Regions from separate parts of the Mus musculus genome. Here region 2 is linked to region 1. Evidence: chromatin contacts called from public Hi-C data. All regions are on one chromosome and are shown on one strand. The core of a region is the stretch at or near the end of the contact, and the rest is flanking DNA. Distances in the headings are between cores, read along the strand shown. Region 1 overlaps Kcp (kielin/chordin-like protein). Region 2 has its middle 25 kb from the start of Gm30896.

Evidence for each region. A called contact is a pair of places that touch in the nucleus more often than the background predicts.
Region 2: a Hi-C map of bone marrow-derived macrophages shows a contact between it and region 1, with 30 read pairs. The contact joins two enhancer-like sites. A contact is called at or near these places in 3 of 39 promoter capture datasets (HPC-7-derived erythroid cells, embryonic stem cells and neutrophils), 3 of 15 datasets of contacts at CTCF or cohesin (the NIH/3T3 cell line, large pre-B cells and pro-B cells), 6 of 484 Hi-C or Micro-C datasets (B cells, the C10 cell line, bone marrow-derived macrophages and 3 more), 3 of 115 datasets of contacts at active chromatin or transcription factors (embryonic stem cells and stem cell-derived neural progenitor cells) and 3 of 9 other capture datasets (adipose tissue, liver and pancreatic islet).

The regions. Positions count from the first base shown.
Region 1 is chr6:29,482,172-29,489,647 of GRCm38.p6, forward strand. It overlaps Kcp (kielin/chordin-like protein), which reads right to left. Exons shown (of 38, transcript NM_001029985.4): 29 at 6,862-6,982; 30 at 5,326-5,405; 31 at 5,010-5,109; 32 at 3,247-3,389; 33 at 2,832-3,004; 34 at 2,640-2,751; 35 at 2,444-2,545; 36 at 1,759-1,923; 37 at 463-769; 38 at 1-291. The coding sequence ends at 74. Among named protein-coding and RNA genes, the nearest start is that of Atp6v1fnb, 14 kb to the left of the region's middle. Within about 2 kb of position 2,745, at least 57 of the 459 cell types and tissues checked have an H3K27ac peak or open chromatin away from gene starts, as enhancers often do. A contact at or near this core is called in bone marrow-derived macrophages and liver, where this site is marked.
Region 2 is chr6:29,647,078-29,654,553 of GRCm38.p6, forward strand. No RefSeq gene overlaps it. Among named protein-coding and RNA genes, the nearest start is that of Gm30896, 25 kb to the right of the region's middle. Within about 2 kb of position 2,919, at least 19 of the 459 cell types and tissues checked have an H3K27ac peak or open chromatin away from gene starts, as enhancers often do. A contact at or near this core is called in bone marrow-derived macrophages and liver, where this site is marked.

The DNA.
Region 1 (7,476 bases), core at 1,495-3,994:
GGATATGGGTATTCTTAACTCAGCATGGAACCAGGGGCTGCTCCTGACTGGGATTGGACAGGATGTGAGCTGGCTAGTCGCCAGTAAGCAGGACTGGTGGGCAGACCTCAGGTGAGATGCAATGGCCTTCATGTTCCACCAGGCCTGCAGGACACTGGCAGCCTGGAACACAGGGTCTCACACAGTGGGCTGCCAGTTCCCCTAGGGGTATGTGCCGGTTGAAACAGGTACGGGGACAAGGTGGTCCACACTCATCAAACACAAAGCCACGGTCCACAGGGCAGCCCACCACTGCAGGCAGAGGGGAAAGCAATGTCACAGAGGTCCCCTAGAGCCCCTCTAGCTGTTACATTATACTTTACAGGCTCCCTGTGCCCTCTCTGTCCAGACTTGAGTCTATTTGGCTGCCCCTCTTTTCTGTACTATGCCTTCCATCAATACAAACTGGTATCACCCCCTTACCACAGAGTGTAGGACCCCTCCAGACAGGAGTCACCCCTGCCTGGCGACAGTGGCTAGCGTAGGCTTCAAGGGCATCACAGAGACAGGTGTCAGAGGAGGAGCCTGGACCACAAGCACACAAGTCGTACACACAGGCAGCAAAGAAGGGTTCCGGGGGCACCACAGCATGGCAATGACTGAACGGTGAAGTCTTCAGGATCCCGCACCGGGCATTGGCCTCACGCCTGGCACGGTAGCCTGCTGCCCGGCACGGGTCCACCTCTCGGCCTGCAGAACACGGCCGGCCAGGCCCCAGCCCCTTGGGGACCTACATGGAGACAGCAATCATGATGTGGAAACATGGCTGGCAAAATTGAGCAGGACCTGTGATGCTCCCATAAACTCTCCACTACACCCCACTAAAGAAAGTAGAGGTTTGGGCTAGCTGGGAAGGTGACTAAAATACATTATATACATATATGAAAATATCAAAATGAAATAAATTATTATGTATAAATAATATATGCTAATTTTTAAGGGCAAGGCATACTGGTACACACCTATGATCCCAGCATTAGAAGCCTGGGGCAGGAGGATCCTGCGCTAGAAATATCTAGATAACATGGCGAGACTTTGTGTCAAAAAAGAAAAGGCAAAGGAATCAAAGCTGTCCCCTCAAGAACAGCACACACTGGGCTGTGGAAACAGCACAGTCGGAAGACTGCTTGTCTACAGCACAAAGCCCTGCCTTTGTTTGATACTCTGTGTGGCATAAAAAAACTGGAAACAGTGGTGCAGTCCTGTAATCTCAGCACTTGGAGACAGGCAGGAGGACCAGCCGTTCAATGCTATTCCTGGCTACATAGGACGATCTGGGTTATGTGAGACCCTGTCTCAAAACAAAACAGAAAGAGGCGAAAGTGCCCATTGAGGTGTGATCCTGGTTCTCGGGAAGCTGGGATAAGAAGGTATCAGGCTGGAGCCCGGTATGGGCTACCCAGCAAGATTCTATATCAAAACCAACATCAATAAGACAGCAAAGAAAAGCACCATCTATATTCATCTTGTCTCCCTTTTACAAATAAATTAAGGCTAAAACAGGTAAATAACTTGTTCAAGGTTCCACAGCCAGCGAGTGACAGAGCACATTCTAGGGATTCAGGTGACACGGTTTCCAGCAGGCCATCTGCCTCTTCAAGGCAAGCTTTTACACCTCCAGCTTCCATGACAATGCAGAAGTCTGTCTTGGGTCCCCTAGCAGGGGCTTGTACCCAGTTCCTTTAGCCTGTTGCAACTTCTTGCTCCCAAGCTACTCACCTTCCAGCTGTTCCCAAACGAAGCCTCTGTGGGCAGGAGCCTCCCATCCGGACCCTGCAGATCATCCTGGGCAAAGCCATTGAAGTTCCCACAGAGACCACAAGTCTGGCCCCGGTAGGAGCTGGGAACTCTCACCTCCACCTGGGATTGCCCGTCCCACAGCACCTGTGCAAAGAGGCTTGGGACTAGGGAGGGGGAAGGACGGAGACCCCAAGGAGTTCACGAGCTAATTTGATAGTCTCCCTGCTGTGGGATGGACAGGTGCACTGTGGGATGGAAGGGCCACTTCCCTAGCCTGTGTACCTTGTTATACAGCCTGACCAAATGCTCGTGGGAGAGCTGCCCACTGCATCTTTCAACTGGACTCCAGGTGGAACAAAACCCTCTTCCTGAGAATCACTGCCCTGGGGCCTTAAGGAAGGTACAACGCCATCAGAGTTTGGATCAAGTGCACACAGCTTGGGGTTGTAAGTTATGGCTCGGGCTGCGAGCAAGAGATCATCATTTTCCCACATGGGAGGTGGGAGAGTCCTCAGAACACCTTGACTGCCTCCTGATCCCCACCGACTTTATACTTTCTCACCCCTGCCTTCTCCTCCTCCTACCAGGCAGACGCGTTGGAAGTTACAGAAGCGTTAGAAGTGCTGAGGTGCCAGGACCACCCTGTTTTGCCCTCTGTCTATACCTGAAGCCCAGGCTGGGCATGCAGGATCACAGTGTGACCACGAAGCTCAATGTACAGCAGTGGCTCCCGGAGGAAGGGCAAGGTCACTGTGTGCTGGTCCACCTGGAAAAGGGGGAGGGGGAGGGGAAGGAAGGGGCCATGTCGGATCAGACAGGTGAACTGTGTAGCACTGACCTTCCCTGGGTCCTTAGCTCACCATGACTGTCCTGCCCTGCAGCAGCCTCACAGCCACGGTTCCCAACAGCACTGCTACCTCTTGGGTCCAGGCCACACCCCTCCGGCCCCGGTCATCATTAGTCACGTGCACACTAAGAGGAGGAAGGGCCCGGGTGCCAGAGGTCAGAGGTGCCAGGTTAAGGTGTCACGGAGTAGAGAAAGGGGTTCGTACCTGAAGTCCTCGCCGTGGCAGTCCTTGGCCAGCACGTAGCTGCAGCTGCCTTGGAAGTGCAACAGGCGGCCATCGAAGGTGCGGTAATGGGGGTCTCCGAAGGCCATGCAGGAAGCCGGCCGGGGCAAACAGCGGAGACAGCAGCTGCCGGGACTCAGGGCAGGGACCTCATCCTGGCCCCCGACCCAAACAGATTCAGTCACAGGACACTTCCCCTGTCAAGTCTCAGCCCTCTGGTGGTCTCACTGATCCCTTGAACCCAGGTTCACCCCCTGGTGGTCACTCCAGGAACAGCACCAGCCCTGGCTCCGCTAGTAGTTCATGGATGGCAACAGAAACCCAAAGCCCCTCTCATCGCTCTGGGGAGGCAGTGCCCTTGTGCCCTAGTCCTACCACCTTGAACCAAGGCACTCACCCGGCTACATGCGAGCTTCCTGCAGCGCTGGGTCTGGCAGTGCACAGTACCAGCCACACAGGAGCAGCTGGTGCAGGCATCCACTGCCCACTGTTCTCCAGAGGCCACCCAGCGACCCTGATGCATGCATGACTGGGTAGGGTCTGAGGAGAAACGAGACAGGTTCAGTACCCTGCCCAAACACAGCAGTGTTTCTGGACAGACATCCATTTCTCCTTCTTAGACTGTGTGGTGGAGGATATCAGCTGGAGAGTGATGGCTGGAGAGTCGGCAGGACCCCAGCAACACTTGAATAACCTGCACCTGCCACTCGTGATCTGAGGAACGTCGGGCAAAGGGAGGTGGGTCTAGCATCCACCAGCAAATATGGCCCATGTGGGTGGCAGAGGCATTGTTCTGCTGGACAAGGAGTTGAGGCCAGGCTCCATTTCCACCTGCACTGTTGGGTGTTCTTGTAGGGCCAACAGAGAGGACTTAGCTATGTTACTCTTCCTCCATCAACACATCCCTCCCCTTGGCACTGCTTGAGGACCATGCCAGCTTTAAGCACCTTTAGCCATAAGGACAGGAGAGCTCTTGGCTCTTCTCAAGGTACACTCCACATGGTCCTAAAGACAGATGTCATTGTAGAGGGATTTCCCACAGGAGCCAGGCTGTGGTGATTTGAGTGAAAATGCACCCCCCCATAGAATGACAGGGAGTGGCATTATTAGAGGTGTGGCCTTGCTGGAGGAAGTGCGCCATGGGGGGTGGGGGTGGGGTTAAGGTTTTACAAGCAAGACCCAGTGTGACTCTCTCTTCCAGCTGCCTGTAGATTCAGATGTAGAACTCTCAGCCTCTTCTCCAGCCCTGTGACTGCCTGCAGGCCACCATGCTTCCTGCCACGATGATAATGGCCTAAACCTCTGAACCTGTAAGCCAGCCCCAATTATTTTCCTTTATAACAGTTGCCACAGTCATGAGAGCTCTTCACAGCAAAAGAAACCCTAACTAAGACCCAGGCCATGACCTGCAATCTCTGTGGCCTTCTGAGTAGGGCCTTAGGCAGTGCCTCTTTCACAGTTCCTCTGCCCCAGAAGAACACCCAACAGCGCAGGTGGGCATGAAGCCCGGGCCTCAACTCCTTGCCAGGACAATGCAGCTGCTACTCACATGGCCCCTATTTGCTGGTGGATGTTAGACCTGCCTCCCTTTACCTACCCACTTGTCCCCAGGTTACATGGTAGGTGCAGGCAATGCAAGTGTTGCTTTGGGCTCTCCACACCCAACTCTCCTGCCAAGAGCCTCCACCCTGCAGTCTGCAGAGAAGTGGATGCCTTTCCCGAAGCACTCCCCCATCTTGGAACTCACTGTCTCATTCCATCAGTGCCCAAGGGTGCTAATTTCTTTAGCAAGCATCCAGAAAGCCTGGTAAGTCTGGTGGGTATTAGACCTTGTACTCAAGCTAGTTTCTTACGGAGTCCTAGAGACCCAGAATGCCAGTCCCTGGAACCCTCAACTAAGCCAACTCCCACACCTGTGAAGTGCAAAGTCTGGAGTCCTCACGGCCCCTGGAAAACCCTCAGCCTTGAGAATGTGGGGTTCTGTCCCTGTTCCTTCTGCCTCATGGGTTGATTTTCCACCCATGTGAATAGCTCCTCTGTTTCCACAAAAGCATGGAAGGAACACTCTAACTGCAGAGCTCAGGGCACCCACAAGTGCCCTCCCTTCCCTCCTACATCCCTGAATTCTCTCTGATGGGGAGATCAAGTCTGGACACTCACCTTTACACACGGGGCAGCAGCTGCCAGGGGTTGTGTGACGCTCCCACAGGGGACAGCTGAGCTCAGGACAGGCCCGGTGAGTACAGAGCCACGTCAGATCCTATTGTGAGCACGTAAACACAACATGGAGAAAACAGCAGATCTTGTGGGGTTGTGGGGACAGAGTTGGGAGCAGGGTGTAGGCAGGAGATGACACTCGGGACAAATGTCAGAGTGAGCAGGAGCTCAGGAGCTGCTGAGAGGAAGGGGCTCAGCCTCAGCTCACAGAGCAGAGCGGGTGGACAGCTCTGAGGGTCCCCACAGCAAGAGGACTCACCTGACACTGACAGGTGTAGCAGGGGTCTGGTGGCACCAGCTCAGACCCCACCAGGTCCTCTGTGCAGTTACTCAGTGCCTCTGAGAAAGTGAGAACCCAGGGTGTGGTGAGCGGGTCAGGGGATAGGAACCGTAGTCCCAGCTCTGTCCTCAAGAATTCTCTGTCTCAGACAGACAGACACCCCCAAAAGTTTGGAGCTTTTTTTTTTTTTTGAAAGTTAATTCAATGTGAATGATCCATGAATTTGCATGTCATCCTTGCATGGGGGCCATGATAATCCTCACAGCATCTTTAGCCTCTTGGGAGAACTTGGCTATGCTGCTAAGGGAGGAGGGGCTGAGTATGGAGTATGCCAGGCTGCCTGTTCTTGTCACTACCCTTCATATAATCTCCCAAAGGCAGAAGCAATGAGGCAGCCCAGGATCCAATCGTGCTCCCACCAACCGATGGACAAATGAATCTCAGTCTCATCGTTCTCATGTGTAACAAGGAACAAAACCACGTCACCTGCCTGGGTCACCATGAAAATGATGCAGCTTATTAGACCCACCAAGTAGTGTGTGGTATGCAGTAGGTACTTAATAAAGGAGGCTGCTTCTCACCCCTTGTGGTTCATCCTAGCAAGTGCTACAAGGATAGATCTTCCCGATGGAAGGCCGTGATTATGAATGTATTGAATACTCCTGAAACTGTATGCTACCGCAGAGTTGGATGTCTTTACAGTAAGAAGTGTAAGAGTGCAGAGGGGCAGGCAATCCCCAGCAGAGAGCCCTGCCTGTATGTAGGAAGTCGTGAGTGTGCAGGCAAAGCTGAACCCTCACGTCTAGGATGCTGTATTTCACTGACTTCAGTGATAACACCTGGCTTCTGCAACAGAGCTGGATGGCCGGGTTGAGGAAACTCCAAGTCTTAAATCTAGGTAACGGCTGCACTATTTTGCAGTATTTATAATAAAAATACAACTCTCTTTATTCCCACAAGGTTTCTCTATGTAGTCCAGGCTGGCCTCAAACTCAGAGATCCACCTGCTTCTGCCTCCTGAGTGCTGGGATTAAAGGCATTCGCCACCCCAGCCCACCCTACATCTTTATAAATTCTTATTTGAAGAAAAGAAACAGAATGGCTCTCTCTATCCCCTCAATGTCCCTTTGCCTCAGCTCCCAAAGAGCAAGAAGATAATCGCTACCCTGCAGTGCCACTTACCAACCAGGATGTTCCACAACCCACACCAGCTGCAAAGGCTCCCCTGCAAACACCCCCCCTCCCCAGCTTGCTTCCCCCCACCCCCAGCTTGCTCACCCCACCCCCAGCTTGCTTCCCCCCACCCCCAGCTTGCTCACCCTCCCCTCCCCCCAGCTTGCCAAGCTGCTCTCCCTTTGGAGTAAAACAAGCTTTGCCAACTTAAGCAAGAGCTTCCCGAACTGCCTGCTTGAGTCAGGAGAGACTGTGGGAGGAGAGCTAGGGAACTCTACTGGCATTTCTCCGGAGGGGCAGCCCTGCCCTCCTAGATTCTCCCAAAGCCTAGGACTCACTCACGGGCACAGGTGGGACAGCAGTGCTGGGGGCCAGGAGGAAGAAGCTGGCTTGGTGGGCAGCCCACCAGGCTGGGGCACTGCCGCCGACTACAGTGAAGGCTGGGAGGCCCCTCACGCTTCTGCTGCAACAAGAATGGACAGAGCTGAGTCCAAGGCTGTGGAACGCGAGCTGCTCCCGGGCACCAGGATACCTGTCTGCTACACCCATGTCTTTGGGAGCTGTGGGCATGTCAGCTTGCTCCTAATCCAGAGATGACAATCTTTACTTTTTCAAGTTCAACTGTCATGTGACCTTTAACCCTTGTGTACTCTACATCCCATCCTTCCACTTCACCGCCTAACTTATAACACCATTCACCATTATTCTTTTTTTTTTTTTCCAAGAAAGGGTTTCTCTGGCTGTCCTGGAACTCACTTTGTAGACCAGGCCTGCCTCGAACTCAGAAATCTGCCTGCCTCTGCCTCCCAAGTGCTGGAATTAAAGGCGTGCGCCACCACGCCCGGCCACCATTATTCTTGATCTTGATGATAGGTCTCATGTAGCCCAGGCTGACCTCAAACTTAATGTGTAGCCAAAGCTGGCCTTGATGATTTCTTGGTCCTTCAGCCTTTACCT
Region 2 (7,476 bases), core at 1,669-4,168, 170 kb after region 1:
AGGACAGCCAGGGCTACGCAGAGAAACCCCACCTCACTCCCCCAAAAAAGAATTTTAATTTTGATAAAGTACAACTTATTAAATGTACTGTTTATTGATAATATTTTAATATACTAAGAAATCTTGTTTAATACCACAAGATTTTTTTCTTTTTTTCTTTTTAAAGATTTATTTATTTTATTTATGTGACTACACTGTAGCTGTCTTCAGACACACCAGAAGAGGGCATCAGACCCCATTACAGATGGTTGTGAGCACCACCATGTAGTTGCTGGGAATTGAACTCAGAACCTCTGGAAGAGCAGTCAGTGCTCTTAACCACTGAACCATCTCTCCAGCCCCAAGATTTTTCTACTAGAAGTTTTATACTTCAAGATTTCACCTATCAGTCTATGATTCATGTCCTAATTTCTATTTATGATATGAAGCATGGGTTGAAGTCCATTTATTTCTCCAAATGGCTTTTTATGTTTCAGCCTTATTCATTGAAAGTATTCATCAGAAACTCTATGTTGAGGCTACAAAGCTTGCTCAGTGGTTAAAAGCACTTGTTGGTTCTTACAGAGAACTCAGGTTCAATTGCCAGTGCCCACACGATGGCTTACCACTGTCCGTAACTCCAGTTCTAAGTGATCTAACACCTCTTCAGACCTGGGTGGTATATGCTTGAGACATATACATACATGCAGGCGATACTCCCACACATAACATAATAAAAAGAAAATGTAAAACTCCTATATGTCCTTTTACATTGCCTTTAGATTAAAGAGAAATTAAGTATAACAAGAGTTTCCATCCTATCTTTGCTTTTATTTTACTTCATGTATACGGGCATTTTGCATTATGTTGTCCACCATGGACATACAGTGTTCACAGAAGCCAGGAGGGGGTCATCTGATTGCCCTGGTACTGGAGATACAGGAAGTTGTCAGCTGCTACATGGGTTCTGGGAACTGAACCTGGGTCCTCTGGAAGTGAAACCAGTATTCTTAACTACAGAGCTATCTCTCCAACCCCTAGTGGTGGAACTTCTGTGGTGATTTGAACATTAGAAATGATAGTTTACAAATGACAGTCCTGACAGCCTGGTCTACAGAGTGAGTTCCAGGACAGCCAGGGATATACAGAGAAACCCTGTTTGGAAAATTAATTAATTAATTAATTAATAAAAATGACAGTCCTGATTCATGTTATAATAATTATAAATAATAATGATTCTTTTTCTTTTAGGCAAATCCTTTTAACCAAATACTTGCAGACTCTGTGAACTATCTATTTAAAACTCTGGTCTAGATTAGCTTTAAGAAATATAGAGAATGGGACTGGAGAGATGGCTCAGCGGTTAAGAGCACTGACTGCTCTCCTGAAGGTCCTAAGTTCAAATCCCAGTAACCACATGGTGGCTCACAACCATCTCTAATGAGATCTGATGCCCTCTTCTGGCATGTCTGGTGTCTGAAGACAGCTGCAGTGTACATAATAATACAATAATAAATAAATCTAAAAAACTTAAAAAAAAAAAAGAAAGAAAGAAAGAAATGTAGAGCAAACAGGTGGTAGTGGTGGCACATGCCTTTAATCCCAGCACTCAGGAGGGAGAGTCAGGCAGATCTCTAAGTTTAAGGGCCAGCCTGGTCTATAGAGTGAGTTCCAGTACAGCCAGGGCTACTAAAATAAACCCTCTCTCAAAAAACAAAAACAAAACCAAAAAAGTAAAGCAAAAACCGTAATGATGTGCTTGCTGGGTAATCTTGGGTAACCCATTCAGCTTTTGAGTTTTGTTTCTTCTTCTACAATTTGATGCTGAACCAAACAAGAACTCAAAATTTCACCTTCGTGGGTTAGTTATGAGGGTATAGTGGAGGAGGGGCCCCTATTTAAATCCCTATGTGGGGTTTCTAGTCGTCCTCTCAGTGGCTCTGGGGTTGGGACCTGGTCTGCATTTCAACAGGTACCCAGGTGATCCTGGTACACTCGGGCGTGACAGGAGAAAGATGGAAGTAAACGGCCTTTTATGTCCGTCCGTCTGGCTGCGATGTGTGACTCCGATGGGGCTGGTGATGAACCTGGCAGGAAGCCTGGAAAAAGGAAGACTCTCTAAACAGTAAGCGAAATGATGGCCTTGGTGTGTAAGTAAATGTGTGTCTACCACACCCCGGCTTTTCCACGTGATGCTGGGCACTGAAGCCAGAGCCTCGCGTGCGCTGCCAACGGAGCTACCACCACAGCCTGATGTTTGGTTTGTTGTTTTGGGACGGCTCTTGCTATGTAGGCTAGACTGGCCTGGAACTTTTGTTCTCCTGCTCCAGCTCTCAGAGCATCTAATAACAGGCAGCAGCTTTTTTGGTTTGGTTTGGTTTTGGTTTTTCGAGACAAGAGTTTCTCTGTTTAGCCCAGGCTGTCCTGGACCTCCCTCTGTAGACCGGGCTGGTCTTGAACTCAGAGATCTGACCTGACTCCGCCTCCTGAGTGCTGGGATTAAAGGCATGGACCACCCCTGGCGTTGAAGAATCTACTGTGTGGCTGAGTGTGTGGAGGGGAGATCACGGTCATCCTCAGCTACTTGACCTCAAGGCTAGACTGGCCTACTTGAAGCCCATGTCTTGACCCTCCCTACTCAAACAAAGCAAGGCACAGAAACCATGCTAAGTCAGTATTCCCCCCTTTGAAGGCCTCCCTGGGCAACATATACCTCTGTGAGGCCGGTGAAACTTGCTACCTCCACTTCTCATTTCAAAACATCAAAGATACAAAAGACCTCCCAGCCCCCCAGCTCCACGGTTTCTTCCTAGCTTTGCTATTAGTAGGAGGAGACAAAGGCGTATCTGGCAAGAAAATTGGCACTAAAGGAAACCAGGCTTCTCAGTTACTTCCATCCCAGCCAACACCCTAAACGCCAACCAAGAGCCATACCGCCCTCTTGTGACTGCGAGAGGTACTACACGTGAAGACAAGCACTAACAGCCTGGATGAAAACAGGCTCTGTGGAGTCTCTCCTTGATCCAAGGTGGATGAAAAAGGATTTCACCGCAGATATTTACCGTCTCGTTCTTCTTTTTAATTATCAATTAATTAATTGTTAATTATTTTGTTAATTATTAATCGAGCATTACCTAATTAGTTCATTTTGACCCTCGGTCTCATGTCCCGAAGACAACCTTGAACTGACTCTCCCCGCCTCCACTCCTCGAGGGCTGGGGTTAGGCATGTGCCGCATTAAGCATGTGCAGCCATACTTGGTTTACCACCCTTTCGAGTTCCCCAATGCCAGTCTTTTTGTATATCTCTGACGTCGGCTTTGCAACATGAAACAACTCCCATCTTATGCGATCCCCTCCTCCCTCCCCTCCCTCTCTTCCTCTTTCAGAATAAGAGGAACTGACAAATAACCTATATAAATACCTTTCTAGTATTTTACATGAGGGTGTATCTGACCATGCCTGTCACAGGTAGCTTCATTTGTCAACATGACACACCTGGTCAGAGAGAACCCAAGTTGAGAAATTATCTACATGGGACAGGCCTATGGTCACATCTATGGGGTATTTATTTGATTACAAATTGCTATAGGAGGGCCAGCCTGTGGTGGATAGTGCCATCCCTGGGCAAGTGTGCCTGGGCTGTAGAAGAAAGGTGTAAGAGGGACTAGAGAGATTGTCCAGTGATTAAGAGTACTTGCTGCTCTTACAGAGGACCTGATTTCAGTTCCCAGCACCCACACAGTGGCTCACATCCATCTGTAGCTCCAATTCCAGGAGATCCAATGGCTTTTTCTGACCTCCAGGGAGCACAGAAGCTGTGTTCTCAGAGGTAGCCACCGTTGTATCTCTTTCTGGCAGCCTAGCTTGGTAGTGTAAGAGTCACGCAGGTGGTACTGGTTTTGAAGGCATGAATGGGGTCATGAAGAGCAGCTGAAGCTTGGCAATGTGAGAGGTCAGAGAAGCCATTGGTGAAGGTACAGCCTCAGTGGGAGTTGAAGGCCCAGGACTGAAGGGGTCATGCAAAGGATTTGAGGCTTGGCACCATGAAGAGAGCCTATGAGAGGTTATTGGTGAGAGTGTAACCCAGTTGCAGCCAGAAACCTCAGCGTTTTGATGCTGTCAGTGCTATCACGGGATGACTGTCAGAAACGGTAGCAGCCATGGAGTGGAGCCAGCTGGAGCCTAGAAGACAAGCTGGGTGTGCTGCACAGGGCAGGGCTGGAGAAGTGACCCAAGCCCCTTAAAGGAGTCCAGAAGATGATAAGTGGATCCCAGGTATTGGACAATTGGAATTTTGTTTTGCTTTGATTTGATTGTGACTGTACCCTGATTTTTCCCTCTTGAAGTAAGAAAGTATTTTTGTGGGGGCCCATAATTGAGAGAGACTTTGAAATTTAAAACATTTGGGGTTTTAAAAGAGATTGGTAATTTAAATGGACTGGAATTCTAATGTGTTTTGAATTTGTAAAGTGGGACTTTTAAAGTTACTTAGAGCGCTTATGTGAGATCTTGGGAATGAATAAGAAAGGGAGGGTTAAGGCTTAATAGAGATATATTTGTGTGTCAAGTTGACAGCCGGTCAGTTGTACTGGCTGGTTTTGTGTGTTACCTTGACACAAGCTAGAGTTATCTGAGACGAAGGAGCCTCAGTTGAGAAAATGCCTCCACGAGATCCAGCTGTAAGACATTTTCTCAATTAGTGATCAATGGGGGAAGGCCTAGCTCACTGTGGGTGGTGCCATCCCTGCTCTGGTGGTCCAGGGTTCTATAAGAAAGCAGGCAGAGGGAGTAGGATCTGTACCTGACTCTGTTGCCCAGCCTCTGGATCCCGGTCTCCTGGCTGGGCTGCCTTTGCTACACACAATAGGAGAAGATGTGCCTCGTCCTCCTGCAACTTGATACGCCAAGGCCGGTTGGCATCCATGGGAGGCCTCCCCATTTTTGAGCCTTTTCTGAGGAGAAGGGTGTATGGGAGGATGGCTGGAGGTGAGGTGAGAGGGAAGGACTGGGGAGAGTGGAGGGGAAGCTGTGGTGGGGATGTAAAGTAAATATATTAAAAGATGGGAGGGGGAGGGGGAGGGAAGGAAGCAGCACCCCTCCATGGACTCTGCCTCCAGGTTCCTGCCTTGCTTGAGTTCCTGTCCTGACTTCCTTCAATGATGAACAGTGCTGTGGAAGTGTGATCCGAATAAACCCTTTCCTCCCCAACTTGCTTTTTTGGTCACGGTGTTTCGTTGCAGCAACAGAAAGAAACGCTAAGACAACCATTTCTCTTAGTTTATTTGTGTGTGTGTATGTGTGTGTGTGTGTGTGTGTGTCTGTCTGTTTGTCTGTCTGTTTGTGTGTCTGTGTGTCTGTGTGTGACATGCCCACATGTGAGAGCACACATACACACACATACACGCACATGCACACACACAGAGTTGTCTGTGCACATGTGAGTGAGGTGCCTTAAACTTGGCATACCCCTCTAACTCCCCCTGCCCTGTGAGACAGTCTCACTACATAATGCTGGCTGTCCTGGAATAATTCACTATTAGACTAGGCTAGCCCGAAACTCACAAAGATCCACCTGCGTCTGCCTTCCAGTGCTTTATCTCCCAGGGATTCATGGTTTCTGCCACCATGCCCAGCTTGGGCAAAAACCTTTCAGGAGCTAAGAAATAACCATAGGCTTTAAAATAACAGGAAAGGGGTCAAATTCCATGGCATGGATTATATCACATAAAGCAGGTTGCCTGATTAGCCGGCATAAAACTTCCACAAAAGACAAATTGTCCACAGGATACCAATATGCTGAGTAACTGAAGTTAGCATGAGTTTTTGTGGGGTCTGGTTGGAAGGAGCTGACTTTTAGACAGGGGAGGGAAGAGGGAAGGGGTGGATATCACAGATGTCAGCACTGGCTCTCTGACTTTTCATTTTCTAAAAGCAAAACCAAGTAACAATTTCAAGAACTTTCTTTTTCTTTGCATGCCAGGGACTCAATCCAGGACCTCACATACAGTAGGAGGCACTTTACTATTGAACCACAACCATGACTCCTACAAGTGTGTGTGCCCACACAGGGGAGAGGGGAGAGGGGAGAGGAAAGGGGGGAGGTGGGAGAGGGGAGAGGAAAGGGGGGAGAGGGAGACAGAGAGAGACAGACAGACAGACAGACAGACAGAGACAGAAAGAGACGGGGAGAGGGAGAGAGAGTTTGCTATTGCCATTGCTGTTTTGAGAAAGCATCTCACCCTATAGCTCAAACTTGCCTAGAATTTACTATGTACCTCAGTAGCCCAAGTTGGCATCAAACTCAAGGCTGTTCTCCTGTCTCAGGCCCTGAAGTGCTGGGATTCCAGATGTAAGTCATCACATCTGTCTTAAATGTATGACAGATTAGGCTAGACATATCCCTAGCATGCAGCCAGAGAAAGGGGCCACTGATAAAGGTGATATCAAACTTCTGCTTCTTCCTCCCTCTCCTGACCTGGAGTGGTCTTTCTCCTGTCTGCCCCTTTGCCCCTCCCTACTTCCTGCTGCCCAGTTCAAGGTGATTAGATTTATTTAAGACCAGTCCTGATCATGTTTACCTGAAGCTATCAGGTCTTCTTAATTTGTCCAAGTTGACCAAACTCAAAATCAAAGGGACTCCCCTGTGCCATCATAAATACATGGTCACTTGAAGTTGTGTGCCTATGAACTTCCCTTTTGCTAAGTTGGTCAACCTAAAATTAGGGGAAGGAAACCCATCCCAGACCACCAGAAACACTTAAATCCCCCAGCCACCCAGGAAAAGGAAAACACCTCTGTCCCCTCTCTGCTCTGTTAGGTATCTTTCTCTTTGCTGTGTGCCTTGAAGGGGCTTTAGCAGGCCTGAGCATGGCAAACATAGCTCTGGCAGGCCTTGTCTTTCTCCCCCATTCCCTCTGCCTTGCTAAAAACTGTTAGATTACATCCCTAAAGCTAGCCCCCAAGATCTATTCCCTTATTTGACCACTTCTCCACCCTCCACCTCCACCCCCAACCCATATCAACTATCAAGGTCCAGCTATCAAAGTATTGAAGTCCAGCTTCCTTGTGGTACACCTAATTAACATGTCCAATTAAAATTAAGCAGCTCATTTTAATACAGGGTTTCTTCTTTTACGTTTATAAACTGCCATTTGCCTATAGGATGTGTCTGTCTCCTTTTTATCCAGAGTCAGTTGTTTGTCCCTCCTGGATAAATACCCCTCCCTCTGCCTTGTCCTTTCTCTCCTGTCCTTGTCTCTTATGCCCTGCCCTCTGTCCTTCTGGGGCAAATACATCTCCTGTGTACTGAGAACTTGGTCCTCAGGTATCTTGTGCCAACACTGGCCCTTTCAGTGCCTGCTTCTTGGCCTATAATAAAGTTTGCCTATTGCTTTCTGCTGCGCCTAAGGTTTCTCCTTACTTTTAATTCTCTTACTGGCAGAGAAAAACCCAATCAAGACTCCTAGATGGTGTCACTTAAGCCTAGCCCAGTTCA